Linked DNA regions of Mus musculus: region 1 is linked to region 2. A link is a contact called in public promoter capture Hi-C data. All regions are on one chromosome and are shown on one strand. The core of a region is the stretch at or near the end of the contact, and the rest is flanking DNA. Distances in the headings are between cores, read along the strand shown.

What was found. Promoter capture Hi-C pulls out the DNA fragments that hold promoters and counts their contacts.
Region 1: a promoter capture Hi-C map of frontonasal cranial neural crest shows a contact between it and region 2, with 2.9 times the contacts expected there. The contact joins the enhancer-like site here to the promoter of Ferd3l in region 2. A contact is called at or near these places in 6 of 39 promoter capture datasets (cranial neural crest, frontonasal cranial neural crest, hematopoietic stem and progenitor cells and 3 more).

The regions. Positions count from the first base shown.
Region 1 is chr12:35,196,889-35,201,625 of GRCm38.p6, forward strand. No RefSeq gene overlaps it. Among named protein-coding and RNA genes, the nearest start is that of Mir680-3, 4.4 kb to the left of the region's middle. Within about 2 kb of position 3,398, at least 14 of the 459 cell types and tissues checked have an H3K27ac peak or open chromatin away from gene starts, as enhancers often do.
Region 2 is chr12:33,926,304-33,930,476 of GRCm38.p6, forward strand. Ferd3l (Fer3 like bHLH transcription factor) reads left to right here and starts at 2,122. Exons shown (of 1, transcript NM_033522.2): 1 at 2,122-3,007. The coding sequence starts at 2,187. The coding sequence ends at 2,693. All of the region lies in intron 1 of Gm40383 (a long non-coding RNA gene), which reads right to left.

The DNA of each region.
Region 1 (4,737 bases), core at 2,148-4,647, 1.3 Mb after region 2:
CAACCAGGCAGCATACACCAGCTGATATGAGGCCCCCAACACATATACAGTAGAGGACTGCCAGGTCTGGACTCAGAGAAGATGCACTTAACCCTCAAGAGACTGGAGACCCCAGGGAGTGGGGAGGTCTGGTGAGTTGGGGGTGGGGATGGGGTGGGAACATTGCCGTGGAGATGGGGAGAGGAGGTATGGGATGTGGAACAGTCAGAGGGTCAGTGGACTGGGATGGGGATAAAATCTGGATTGTAAAAAAAAATTAAAATGAAAATGATTAAAATTTTAAGACTGTATCAGGTGTGTGTGTGTGTGTGTGTGTGTGTGTGTGTGTGTGTGTGTGCGTGTGTAACTTGTAAAAGACAGAATCCTCATCTGGGAATGGTCATAAGAAGACACAAGATAAATTCTAGCTGGATAAATGATTGACAGTGTGCATTGTGATTAATGACAAAACAAACAAACAAACAAACAAACAAACAAAACTACGCCTTTGGATGCTAGCTCTTGAGAAGCTGAGCAGTGGAGATAGCCAGTGTAGGACTTGCCTGGACTACACAGTTAGGCTCTGCCTCCATAATGAAGATGGGAATATTTCTGTGGCTCACATTTGCAGTGGAGCGATGCTCCCGTGGAAATCTGAGGTCTGGAAGGATTTGCACAGGGATGACTGACCTAGAGACATCTATAGAGTTACACAGGAGCCTGAAACTACATCAACAATTACTTTAGGTTTGGATGGGCAGGGACTGAGTTAATTTTTTCCCCTATGCAGTCTAACGGGACCCGGTGCGGAAGCACACTTCAGTTTAGTTTGTAGGGTAATGTTTTTAAATTCAATTGTTTTGACTGTATAGTGGGCTTCATTATGACAGAAATATGTGCCTCTCTTTTGTACTTGGCTTCTGTCCTCCGGCTCTCCATACCCTCAGGAATCCAACCCTCCTTTTATTTTTATGTCTTTCCCTTCCCCACTGCTACTTGAGTTTGTGCAATGATATATTTTCATGCTTACCATCTGTGGTGTTTGAATGGGAATGGCTCCATAGAATCATGTGTTTGAATGCTTGGCCCATAGGGAGTGCCACTATTGGGAAGTATGGCCTTGTTGGAGAATAGGTGTGGTCTTGTTGAAGAAAGTGTGTCACTGGGGTTGGGCTTTGAGGTCTTATAAGCTTAAGTCTAGCCAGTGTGACACAGTCTCTCCTGCTGCCTGTGAATCAAGATGTAGAACTCTCAGCTCTTTTCCCAGCACCATGTCAGCCTGCATGCTACCATAGTTGCCACCATGATGATAATTGACTAAACCTCTGAAACTTTAGGCCAGCCCCAGTTAAATATTTTCCTCTATAAGAGTTGTCATGGTCATGGTGTCTCTTTACAGAAGCAAAACCATAACATTTGGAGAGTTAAATAAGACCTAAATAAGGGGAAAGAAGGCTAAGAACACATAATACCAAGCTGGGCAGTGCTGGTGCACACCTTTAATCCCAGCACTTGGGAGGCGGAGGCAGGCAGATTTCTGAGTTTGAGGCCAGACTGGTCTACAGAGTGAGTTCCAGAACAGGCAGGGCTATACAGAGAAACCCTCTCTCGGAAAACAAAAACAAAAACAAAAATACAAAACCCAAAAAACCCAAAAAACCAACCAACCAGACAACAACAACAACAACAACAACAACAACAAAAACAACAAACCAAACCAAACCAAAACAAAACCCCAAACCAAACCAAACCAAATCAAATCAAACCAAACCATGAACACATAATACCAACAAAAACAACCCCCCACCCCAAACAAGCAGATCAAAACCAAGAAGGTGTAATGAAAAGAATCCAGTTCAGAGAGATCTAGTTAGTAACTCAAGTCCAAACATTGCAAAGGCTTTTTAGCATGTTGCTGATCTCATGTGAAATCGAACTCTTTGCATATGGTTGTTTGTGTTTTCCACTACAATTTAACAACTAAGATCATTTTATCTGATGAAACCTGTCTTGGTGCACCATGCATTCCTTAGTCATTATTTAAATAGCTGTATCCCTAAGGGAGACACTATCTCTATCTGGAAACCAGTGGGGCAGCCAGAACTCATGGAACATGTGTGTTAATCCCAGCACTTGGGAGGCTGAGGCAAGAGGGCTATTCTGTTTAAGGCAATTCTGGTCTAAATAGAAAGACCTTGTCTCAAAAACAAACAAACAAACAAACAAACAAACAAACAAACAAACAAACCAACCAAAACATGAAAAGGGAGAGGAGGAGGAATAGGAGGAGATGACAAAATAGGAGATAGAGACCACGGTGGTGGCCTGACTATCATCTAGAGTTTTAAGCACAGGCATTATCAGATGTTCATAACCTTCTACTGCGGTTAGCTACTCCTTCAGCCTAATCTCCATGCTCTTGAGAATTGAAATAGAACTCATAATCGTTCAGGTTAACACTGGAAGATTAGTCTGATATTTGACTTAAGATGTGTATTTTCAGTGTCGTTAAGGTCCCCATGTGTACTGCATTTTGCATTCAATGAACAAGAGGGTCCGTAATTTGCTTAGCAAAACCTCTACTGAATCTGTTGCACTGGTTGGTTGCGGGTGATGGAAAGAATGAACCCCACCTTGGCCCCCCAGAAACGGCACAGTGTGGGTCAGAGAAAGGAGGGTAAGATGGAATCTCTGAGTCAGTGCTAAGAAGGAAGGCGGGGAGCAAGGAGGAGGGAGCAAATGTAATATGTTGAAAGAAACCGCCTCCGAAGGAATGAATCATTTGATTAAACCAATTGTGAAACCCTATTACCCTTTGCCATGATTGGCTGCAATGGCCATATGACTGTTTCTGACCAATGGGAGAAAAGGTAGACTTTCTGGGGGCACTACAGGAAGGGCCTGCCTTGCTGATGAAAGATGAGAGACCATGGGTAGAATGTCTCCTTTTCCTGCTGCGGGTGGGGTTTTGGCATGATGATTGATCAGCCTTAAGGGCAACACTTCTGATTCATTGGGGATGATTGATGAGCAGTCAGAAAAGGAGTATATTATTGATGACACTTGATCACCGTGTAGAAAACAGAAACAATTGGCAAGTGTCCCTCCAGGACGTTTGTTCTGTAATATTGGGTAATAATAATCTTTTGTCAGGGAATTCAGGGGACGGTTTTTGGGTGAGGAAAAAACCTTTGAGCTCTGTTTGCAAAAACAAGGAGAAAAAGAACTAGTAGAAAATGCTGGAAATGTGGGGGAAGGGAATGACACAGAGGCAAGGAGACCGTGGCCTACCTAGACTCCCTTGTTATTTTAGACAGTTTTTTGGTTGTTTGGAAATTCAAGTTCTATTACGTGTGTGCTTCAAAGGGTTTGAGCTAAGCACATAGCCAGAAATATACAGTAACTTGTAATTTGTTCCAGCCGTAAATCCACGTGGCTTTGAGTCTTGGAAGGGAAGAGGGTCATGTGGCAGGGAGCAAGTGGTGGCAGCCTCTGTTGTTTTTGTTCTCACCATGCAAAAGAAAGCTGCTTCTTTTGTTGGTCCAGGTCATCTGAGAAGTGACTCCCAAGGCAGGATTAAACATGAAAGGATTTTATTAGAGGAGCTGTCTATGCAAGAAGGCCCAGGGCGAGGCCTTCAAATTGGGAGGCACTTAAGGTATGGAGAGACAGAGGTGTCTGTGTGGCAGCACTCTTAGCCACTGTGCAATCTAGAGAGAGGCTGAACAAAGCCATGGGGAACGTGTTTATGAAGTTCCCTCTATCCCAGGATCATAGCTCGGCCTGTTGTAGTGTCCCAGCCTCACAGCAGGAAGCAGGACCTGAGCCCCATCACAGTGATGGGTCTGAGAACTGCAGGGGTAGCCCACTGTTCCACTCTCAGAAGTTTTCCAGGACAGTCTCAATTTTATTTAAAAAAAAAAAACAGAAAAACAACAACAAACATAACAAATCCAGACTAGGACCAGTAATGGAAATAAAATGACAAAATACTTTGTGCATTTTACATGTGAAGTTCTTAGCCTTGTGCTGGGTTAGACAAACCCTTGGGGACTTGCGTTTTCACCATGGCTTCTCCCCAGGAAACATCCTAAGTAAAATGGGCACCTTGCTGGCAGTGCCGCCAAGTCTTACCACAGTTTCTCAAGCTTCTCCCCTTTCTACTTTTTGACCCACCCCACCCCCAACCCCCAGTGTCTCCTGCACTGTCCTTTCTGGAGCTGTTTATTCTGTCTGTCTCCCCTCATCCTGCTTCTAAGACAGACATAAGACCTCTCGACTGCAGATGTCTCTCTTGAGCCGGGAGGTGGGCAGGGAGGCGGGGAGAGGTCCTTGGCTCAGAACCCTGATATCTTTGCTTTCTGGCTTTCAAGGCCTTGGTGGAGCCTTGTCCAGCCTCAAAACTCACAGTCCACTCTGGGTGCGAACTCCCACATGACTAAAGGTAAAGTTACTCCTGCATTAATTGCACCGTGACCATTGTCCTCGTCTTGGTCAGGAAGAACCTCTCTCCATCTTCCTTAGTTTTGAATGGACCTTTCTCTGTAATTTGGAGTTGAGACTCTGGACTATGCTGTTGTCTTGAGTTTGTTCTTCAGGCCTGAGGATATAGGCTCTCTTTTTATGCCCTGGCAATCCATATGCACATGTAATTACACACACCACACACGTGCCTGAGTCCTCCCACACAGAACAGTGAACTTTTATGCATTCTGATTATTTTTGTTCATACAGCTGCATACTTGGCGTGCTTTGTAA
Region 2 (4,173 bases), core at 872-3,371:
TGTAGCTTTGCACCATCAAATTCAAGTTATGTGGTGCTGGGAATCAATCTTGGGGCTCCCTCCATGCTAGAGAAGCTTTCTCCCAAGTGGGCTACACACTTTGTCTTCTTTATTTCTTTTTCAATAGTTCTTTTATACAGTAAAAATAAACCAAGTAGGCAATCCTAGCAAAAGTCCTTTGCTCACTGTAATATCTCAGAAAAAAAATGTACAATTCTTATCATAGTTATCCCAGTATCAATAAGGAACTTAAGAGTAAACTCAAACAAAAGTAGAGGGAAATCTATCAAAGAGACATTGAAGAGGAGCTTGGATCTGAAGATTAAAATGAAAAAAAATCCAATATTATGTTGCATTGTAAAATAATAAAATTTATTTTAACTGTTACATAAGGACATAAAACTTAGAAATACTGATGGAGTAACATGTAGTGAGTATATGTATATACTGTCTAACATTTAACCAACATTAAAATTGTTATCTCTTTAGGTATTTGTTTACTTCCTACCTGTGAAAACTGCAAAATATTTCTTTAAATATTACTGGTGTCTATAATTGCCCTGCTATGGACACTAGAAATCCTTGCTTTGATTAATACTGGGAAATGAAGAAGAGGGAGAACTGTGTAGAAGTAGGGCCTTCTGGGAGCTGTCCAATGTACCGACTAAGCTTACTCTTTAAAGGGAACTGATATCTTTCCTGAGTCTCCTTGAAATCACAAAATATCCATTTACATATTTTCTGCTATTTCTTCTGACCTACCTAGGAACTGGATTTTTCAACGTGTTGTTTGCCTCCTAGGAGGTTTAAAAAAAAAAAAAAAAAACAGATCTTTACACCGAGTAATAAACTAGCTGTTAGTAAACCAAAAGATGGAAAAAATAAAGTGTGTGTGGACATTCGGGACATACAAAAATCAGAAAAACTTCTTAGTGTATTAAGTTTAGAATCTCTTCTATTTCTGTGGATAGACACCAAATTTCCCTGAAATTTCAGTAAGGTATAGTTTTCCTTCTAAAACCTTACTTTGGTATACAAAGGAGTGAGGGTAGCAGCCAGATCAAAGTGTCAGGATTTTTCTTTGTTCAAGAACAAATGCTTGATTGGCAATTTAAAAGTTCGAAGGCTAACTCCCTAACAGAGAGTGAGCTGTTCACTCTCTCTCTCTTATTAAAGCTAAATCGAATTTTTCAAAGGAGGCTTGCAGGGTCGGGGGTAGGGGGAGGGAGGCAGGAACGGGGAAGACAGGGACAGGACGGTGATACTTTGTCCCCTAAGGGGTAATTACACAGTAAAGGGCTTATGCAGTAAATGTCTGGAATCTCCGTTTTATATTTCTTTATCACCATAACTCTTTTCTTCAAATATAACCCTCCACAGTGGAGGATAAGACCAGGGAGAGTCAAGTATCTCAATTGTCAGTCTGATTGTGTTCAAGCCGACTTCAGAAGTCAGGGTCTGTAACCAGGCAGTGAGTTGTTTGCGATGTCCTAGAAGGAGAAAAGACACCGGTTCCAACAGAGACACTGGGGAATGTGATCGGCCCCCTAGCCATGCTTACTTAAGCTAATGGAAGGTCTTGCCTTTCAGCAGCCGCTGTGCTGGGATACCAGACAAACAGCTCCCCTCGACCCCTGGCAGGAAGGGCCTCTCTTCTGGACATCATTAAAAGCGCATGCCCTTATTTCACATCCATTGGCAAATGGAGGCAAGATTCAGGACTCCTATCCTGAAGCCAAGGAGAAGCCATCGCAGTGGAAAGATTTTGGCTTTGAAAATCCAAATCGAAATTAAAGACCTATACGGAATAAGGAACCAAAAGAACATTGAATGGATACTGGGATGAGACCAGAGACAAAAAAGCACAGCAGGTAAGAACTGGGGCCTGCTGCCAAGAAGGAACTGCCCTGCAGAGGTGGTGCAGCAAGGGGGGGAAATACCTTAGAGCCTGAAAGTCTGCCGCCTTGAGCCTTCTGTGAATGCTTGAACTTGTCATCTTCTATCAGCTTACAGAAGAGGGACGTTGCCCTAGCCTTCAGTCTCCCTGCTAAGAATCCTTTTTCAGTTTGGTTATAAATGTCTCCCCGAGTTTGGTGATGATACGCTGCAGGAATCAAGGCCACCAAGGAGCTCTATCGGCAGCTATGCCATTCCTGCAAGAAAATCGGTGAGATAGACGCTGAGTGATGGCCGCCTATCCAGAGAGCTGCTTGGATGCTACCGTGCTGAACTTCGTAGCAGATCTCTCTCTGGCCTCTCCCAGACACCCTCTTCTCTGCGAGTTCCCACCTGGGGTCCCTTTTGGGGACCGAACACTGGGGTACAGAGAGGGAAGACCTGGGAGACTGTCGCAGTTTGATGAAAGATATCAGGAAGTAGAGGGGGACGAAGTGGAATATGAGGACCCAGAAGAGGAGGAAGAGGAGGGAGAGGGGCGCGGCAGAGTAGCATCCTTGCTGGGCCGCCCCAAAAGAAAAAGAGTTATTACTTATGCCCAGCGCCAGGCCGCCAACATTCGCGAGAGGAAGAGGATGTTCAACCTAAACGAGGCCTTCGACCAGCTGCGCAGAAAGGTACCCACCTTCGCTTATGAGAAGAGACTGTCGAGGATCGAGACCCTCCGCTTGGCCATCGTCTACATTTCCTTCATGACCGAGCTCCTGCAGAGCAAGGAGGAAAAGGAGGCCAGCTGAGCGGGGAGGGGTGAGCCCAAGAGACACTCCCCCGCCTCATCGTGCTTGGCGGGGTGCGTCTGGAAGGCAGAGGGGCCGCTGGCCTTCTGAGGCGGGGTTTGAGATGGTAAACTCCCCACTCGCGGCAGCTCTGCAGTGAATAAGTTGGGGATCCGGCACAATAAGGGTCTAGCTGGGCAGGTTGGGAGTTCCCGGGGTCAAGGATTTAGGGAGTTAGAGCTTCTTGCTTGGAGCAGGTGGGAAACTGGTCTGCTCCTCCACGGACCTCTGGTGATCTCTCCTCCTTGCTCCTTTTCAACAGTAGAAATAATAAAATAATCGCTCGCATGATTAGTTGCTGCCCCAATTCCATCTCCAGCTGGGGCTTCATTCTAGCAAGCGCACAGGTGAGCACACCTAAGGCAGAGACCAGGGGAGCGCTCTTGGTGCAACTTTCTCTTGGTTCTTTATGGGAACAGTCCTCTCAGACTACTTGGGGGGTGGGGGGACAAAGAGGGAGTGAGTGATGCAGGGGCCGAACAAACTCTCAAAATATGGCCTCTGAGAAGGATCCCTCTCCCTCCCTCATCGCCATCCCCACACCACCCTAACACTGGGTGCTGTGGAAACTCCCCTACCTGAATTGTTTGCAAGTGTACTCTAACTTGTCCCAGTTAAACGCAGTCCTCAGTGAAAATGGCCATTAGCCTTTTGCTCAGAACTAAACTCTGTTCTTGTCTCTCCCGGTAAGGGTGGGAGGTGGGGGCGGGGTTCTTCCTTCGGGTGCACTTTCCACACTGGCACCCCCAAGGTCTTGGGATTCATGCTTTCAACAGTTGCCTGTGGCAAAGGGCTAGTATCTCTTAATAAGCTACAGCAATCCTGTGCTGGTAAAATAATTTTAAATAGTGGGTAGGAACAGCCGTCTTTCAGGGTTTTTTTTTTTTTTAAATTAGATACTTTATTTACATTTCAAATATCCATTTTTTACACTTTTTATTTACATTTCAAATTTCCATTTCAAATTACATATCAAATACATATTCCCTTTCCTAGTTTCCTCTCAAAAAACCCCTATCCCCTCCCCCTCCCCCTGCTCCCCACCCACTCCTGCCTCCTGGCCCTGGCATTCCCCTATACTGGGGCATAGAACCTTCACAAGACCAAGGGCCTCTCCTTCAGGTGATGGTCGACTAGGCGATCCTCTGCTACATATGCAGAAGTGAATGCTCACAGTCATCCATTGGATGGAGCACAGGGTCCCTAATGAAGGAGCTAGAGAAAGTACCTAAGGAGCTGAAGGGGTCTGCAGCCCTATAGGAGGAACAACAATATGAACTAATCAGTACCCCCCAGAGCTCCCTGGGATTAAACCACCAATCAAAGAAATCGCATGGTGGGACTGGAATACCAGTCCATCTTTCAGTTTTAAGCCATCGAGGGACTATTGGGATGAGATAACTTCTGATGCTTTTGAGAATGCCTGCTGATGGAGGTTCTG